Regions from separate parts of the Mus musculus genome. Here region 2 is linked to region 1. Evidence: chromatin contacts called from public promoter capture Hi-C data. All regions are on one chromosome and are shown on one strand. The core of a region is the stretch at or near the end of the contact, and the rest is flanking DNA. Distances in the headings are between cores, read along the strand shown.

Region 1 (2,911 bases), core at 248-2,747:
CTGTTTAGGTAATGGTGTCAAGAAATGAAATCTGAAAGCTGGGTGTGGTGGCGCACACCTTTAATCCCAGCACTGGGGAGGCAGAGGCAGGCGGATTTCTGAGTTCGAGGCCAGCCTGGTCTACAAAGTGAGTTCCAGGACAGCCAGGGCCATACAGAGAAACCCTGTCTCGAAAAAACCAAAAAAAAAAAAAAAAAAAAAAAGAAAGAAAGAAAGAAAGAAAGAAATCTGAACATACTAGGTACAGTCCCATTTTTTTTTTTTTTTAATATTTCCTATGGTAGGCCTGGCGGCGGGGGTGGGGTGGGGCTGCTAATACTGTTAACACTAACAGTTCCAGAGCCTTAACTGTGTGCCTGTCATCGTTCTACCTGCTTAATGTGCATTTATTTATTTAAATGACGAGAAAAGCATCAACTGCCTAGGAAAGAAAAAAAGTAGGTAGAAATTGCTTTTGTATTTCAACGAAGAGGTAACACTACAAAGTCGCCAGACACCTGAGTCAATTCTGGGTAGGCACAGTAGAAGCCTCGCATGGTCCACACTGATTATGGGGTATCTGCGGTAGGTTGGAGGCAGCAGAGATATCTACCGGTTAATTCCAGTGTAGGAGCAATACAACAGTGTGGCAATAGCAGCCAAGAGTGTGGGCAAGCATGGTAGCATGGGGAATGGGGGGGGGGGGAGGGAAAGCTATAGGTAGAGGGATATTATTAAATGCAATTTACAGGTTAAAAAATGGGCTTTGAAATGTAAAGATGTTTTGCAAGGGAATTGCGGCTACGAAAGGAAATAACGCGGGAAACAGGCTTTTACAACCTCCTATCCTGACAATCACTGAACTGTGCAAGAGAACCAACAACCTGTCTTCTTAAAATTAATGATAAAAAAATAAAATATGGCTGGAGTGATGACTCAGCGATAGGACATTAGCTCTTCCAGAGGAATGGGGTTTAATCCCCAGCAGTGGCAGCTCACAAATGTCTCTAACGCCAGTTCTAGGGGACCCAGCGTTCCTCTTCTGGCTTTTACGGGCACTGCTCACACACGGTACACAGACACACATGCAAGCAAAACACTCTACACATAAATTTTAAAGCTAAAACAAAAAATAACTACTAGAGGCTCTGGCCCAACTAAGCCTCCTGCAGTGACGGTCTCAGAGCGATACTGTCAATCAAAATTTTCTGTTCCGCACGCCATGTTGACTCCAGTGCGCAAGCGCACAACACGCCATCGTGTCGTTCCCACCACCCCCATCTCGCTCCGCCCAAATGCAGTGGTTTGCAGTGCGCATGCACTCACCGCGTCGTTATCCACGTCTCCGAGGCAGATGGCGTGCGGGAAGAGACTCCCGCTGAAATCCAGCGCCACGCGCTGCACATAACTAACCGACCTCATGGCACTCTGGAGGGCTGAGGTGCCGGGCCACTGCACCAAAACGACCCCCGAGCCCTCAGGACAGCCGTGCACGCGTGTCAGGCCACCGAACCGGAAGTCTACGTCACCGCTTAAGCCTTGAGTTCCGGCTTTCTTCCCCTAACCTTAGGGGAGGAGGCGGGCCTTCCGTGCCAGGAGCTGACTTGATACCTGGGGCTTGACCTTTTTCTCTGAGGGGGATTCAGACCATCCCTCGGGTCATAGTAATAGCCGTCATAATTAACAGCTTTGTTTTCCAACAATTTTTATGAAATTCCCTAATGGAGTTGTCAACGCAATGTAGTGGATTACAACCCACGTTAAAAAAAAAACAAAAACAAAACTTAAGGGGCCAAAAATAGAGCTCAGCAATTAAGAGCACTGGCTGCTTGCTCTTGTAGAGGACCCTGGGAAGATTCCTAGCCCCGACATGGTGCTCGCACCCATCCATCTGTAATTCCAGTTCTAAGAAGTCCGACGCCAGACAACCTCTTCTGGCTTCCCAGGCACCTAGGTGATGCACACATACACATGTAGCAGGAGAGCCACCACAAAGATTTTAAAAATATGAAAACAGACAAAGAGAAAAAGATCTAAGTAGTAAATCGTGTTATTTTGTTAAAGCCTTGTTTTGGGGATATATATATATATATATATATACCCTGGATTATAATGAAAAAATTATGCTGTGTACTTTATGGGCAGCAGTTTGAAAAATACCTATTGCAAAGCACACCTTACATGTATTATTTAATCAGCAAAATTATGTAAGCTTTATTGTTTCTTCAGGTGAGGAAACCATGTTCATCAAGATTGAGTAACTTTGCAGAAAGTGGTAGACGTGAGATTCAAACCAAGATGTCTGATGTAAAATGTTAGAGCTCTTTTGTCACTATTGCAGTTCCCATGGAAGTGAAGGCTGCTGGGATTCTGGACCCGAGGCATGATGTAGCCCCACCCCAGCACAAAGAGACCTGTTTCTAGTGGCCTTACTCTAGTTTAGGTGGGGCCATTATTCTCATGACTGGGGCTGCTTGGGATACTTTCCCTGATAAACCAGGTTCTGCCTTTCTTCTGAGATGTGATCAAGGCAACAGGAGTGTTAGTTAAACTACATGTGGTAGTGCTCGCCTGTAATTCTAGCACCTGGGAGGCAGAGGCAGGAGGATCAAGAGATCAGTATCAGCCTTGGCTGTGTAATTCTATGTCAGCTTTGGTTACATGAGACCCCATCTCCAACAAAAAGTCAATAAAAACAAAAGACACTCGATAGAAATTCCTGTAGTCCTGGCGCTAGGGACGCAGAGGCAGCAGTTCAGGATTATTGTCAATCACATGCAGTCTGAGGCCAGCCTGAAACACACTGAGACTCTCTTAAGGAGGAAAACCCTTTAGTTTTACATGTGCAAGCTAATCTACATTTGGCTTCTCATCTTAGGGGGTGCTGGACCAGAGATGTCCTACGTTCTATGTCAAAGGTGGTGAAAGAAGT
Region 2 (2,911 bases), core at 212-2,711, about 15 Mb after region 1:
TCAGAAATGCCTGCCTCTGCCTCCCAAGTGCTGGGATTAAAGGCGTTCACCACCACTGCTGGGCTACATAGTGGTTTTTAAAAACACATACTCAAGTCTGGAAAATGGTCAATAAATTTACAATGTTGCAAAAATGCAGGAGTGGATTTCCCACTTTTTAGTGTAGGAAGTTTATCATTATCTCAGACTTATTTGTGACTTACAAAGGTATGTAGCCTCATTCAGAACAATGAGAACATAAATGTGTGCTAATGGGTAATACAACATTTGATCATTCACAAGTTATTCACTTGTACTCAGCCCCGGGGAGGCCAGAAGTCAAGGTGAAAGTCACCTCCATTGTCTCCGTCATAAAAGGAAAGCACAAGGGCGGACCAAAAACTTGTAGATGATCCGGTTGCCAGTATTTCTCTAACAAGCAAAGAGCAGAGCCTTTCTGATACAGGAGGTTTCATGTAGCCGTGCGAGTCCCAGGACGCGCTATGATTTAGCATGACAGATCTAATTTTCTTTCCTTCCAATTCCCTCCGAGTCTCTACCTTATATAACCGGCTTTGAATAATTCTCAGCAACGTCAACTATCTGACCCTTAAAATGAGTGTTTCAGTCGTCTATTATCGGTCGGCTGATGACTAAGTATATCCCGGGCAAACCTGGAACTCACTATGTAGCCCGGCTGGTTTGGAACTCGTGGCAATCCTGCCTTAGGCACCTGAGAACTAGGACAGGTATAGGTCATCACACCACTGTCACCGGTTTACTCTCACTTTACGTAAAGTTTGCCCCAAATACTGTGATTTCTATGTACCGTCAAAGGGAACTGGGTTGCTGAACCAAGCAAGCATGTAGTTCTGTGCACACAGCTTCAGGAACAAGGCGAGCAAATTAATCCAGCTTGGCCGGTTGAGGCCAGGCTAAGCTCACAGCTTAAATTTAGGGTTATTTCAGGACGTGCCTTCTGCGTCCCGTAAGAACGTCAGCCCTAAGTAAGCAGAGCCCACGACCCTAGTGATCTAGAAAGGTGACGCTTCCTTGACTCCTGACAGGGCTGGGTAGCACTCCACAGCTCATCGGTAGAGTTCGAAAGGGCTCGGCAGAGCTCGACAGCGCTCCGGCAGAGCTCGGCAGAATTCGGTAGGGCTCCGGTAGCGCTCGGGCAAGGCTCGTTAGAGCCCCGGTAGGGCTCGGCAAAGCTCGACAGTGCTCCGGCAGGGCTCGGCAGTGTTCGGCAAGGCTCGTAAGCGCTCCGGCTGGGCTCGGCCGCGCTCGGACTCCTTCGGGTGCAGGAGCCCAGCCAACCCCACAGTAGCGGAGTGCCTGGCGGTGCGCGCTCCCCGAGACCCCGATCCCCAAGAGCCCCGAGGCCCGCCCATTGTGCCGCGGGGTTCGCCACCCCGCCAGCCGCCTGACGCAGCCGAGGCTCCGCCCCCGGCGTGACGCTAGCGTCAGGCCAGTCCCGGCATGCTTCGCGGCCGCCCGCGGTCTAGCGCACTGAGGCATCTTCCCGAGAGCGGCCGTGCCTCCGCGTCTCTGCACTGCGCACCCCGTCCGGCCGCCCGGTTGCCCCCGCCGCCCGCCCGTGCGTCCGAGCGGCCGCAGCCCTCCGCCGAGGGCGCCCCGGGACGGAAGGGTCCAGCAGCCTGCCGGCGCCCGCCGCGCTCGTGGTCGCCGTCGCCGTGGTCGTCGTGGTCGTGTCCGCCGTCGCCTGGGCCATGGCCAATTACATCCACGTCCCGCCCGGCTCGCCCGAGGTGCCGAAGCTCGACGTGACGGTGCAGGACCAGGAGGAGCAGCGCTGCCGCGACGGCGCCCTGAGCCTGCTGCGGCACCTGCGGCCGCACTGGGACCCCCGGGAGGTGACCCTGCAGGTGAGGCCGGACGGGCACCGGGTTTCCTTCCCGAAGCCGCCGCGTCAGCGACGTCTGCCCGGCCCCTGAAGAGGCTCCCGGGGATGGCTGCCGCGGCCCTCGTCATGCCTCTCCTCCCAGACCCCGCAGCCCATCCGCCTCCCGCGGTCCTCTCCGCTGCCCTCCCTCCCCTGCGCTTCCCTCCCATCCCTGCCTTATCCAGCCCGAGATCTTCCCACATCCCCATCTCCGAGCCGCGGGAGAACAACTCCTTTCCAAAGCGGAATGACCGGGGACCTGCTGCTGCCCACGCCAGGATGCTAGGGAACGCTATGCCGTGCGTTATAGGAAGGCTTGAATTGGAAGGTTTCTAAATTTGTAAAGTCTTAGAAGAATTAATGCTCAGGGTTGGAGTGAGCAGTGGCCTGGGAATATTTTCGTGAGTCAGTGGCTTTAAAGACAAAAATTCTCAGAAGGATACCCCTACCCCCGAAAAGCTAGGATTAGGAAAAAAAAAAGGCACTTGCAAGTTATGATCCACCATACCCACAATTTATCTGGTGTAATTGGTTATAGTTTTTTCAGTGCACAGCTTGTAGGATTACTAAGGTGAATTTCCTTTTTCCTTGCAAACAAGCCAAATTAGTAAAATTTTAACGGTTTGGGATTGTTTTAGATTTGAGCAGTAATTTGTATTATTCAAGACGTCTGTCATTTTGATGACTCCAATACATTGTTGGGGGTTTATACAGGATTTATTGATTTAAGTTTTTTGCTAAATTTTTTTTTTAGTATAATTAAAACATGAGTAGTGTCTAGGCCCCAGAGCAGTTCCTGACACTTGGGGGCTTTTATGAGTTTTAGTTTCGATTCTTGTTAGAAGTGTTCTGAGCAGCTGAAAGAGACCGACCCATATGTTTTGGGGAAGAAACTTGTTAGACAAAAGACTTTGACATTTAAGGTGTGCCTGTTGGCCAAGTATATAGGAAATAGTTGATTCAAAATGATTTTTATGTATAACTTGGAAGATTATTGCATTTCCTTTAAGGAAGTGCTTTTCAAAT

Evidence for each region. Promoter capture Hi-C pulls out the DNA fragments that hold promoters and counts their contacts.
Region 2: a contact with region 1 is called in a promoter capture Hi-C map of pre-B cells. The contact joins the promoter of Etnk1 here to the promoter of Itfg2 in region 1.

Annotation. Positions count from the first base shown.
Region 1 is chr6:128,423,413-128,426,323 of GRCm38.p6, forward strand. It overlaps Itfg2 (integrin alpha FG-GAP repeat containing 2), which reads right to left and starts at 1,498. Exons shown (of 12, transcript NM_133927.1): 1 at 1,306-1,498. The coding sequence starts at 1,401.
Region 2 is chr6:143,165,769-143,168,679 of GRCm38.p6, forward strand. Etnk1 (ethanolamine kinase 1) reads left to right here and starts at 1,462. Exons shown (of 8, transcript NM_029250.2): 1 at 1,462-1,868. The coding sequence starts at 1,713.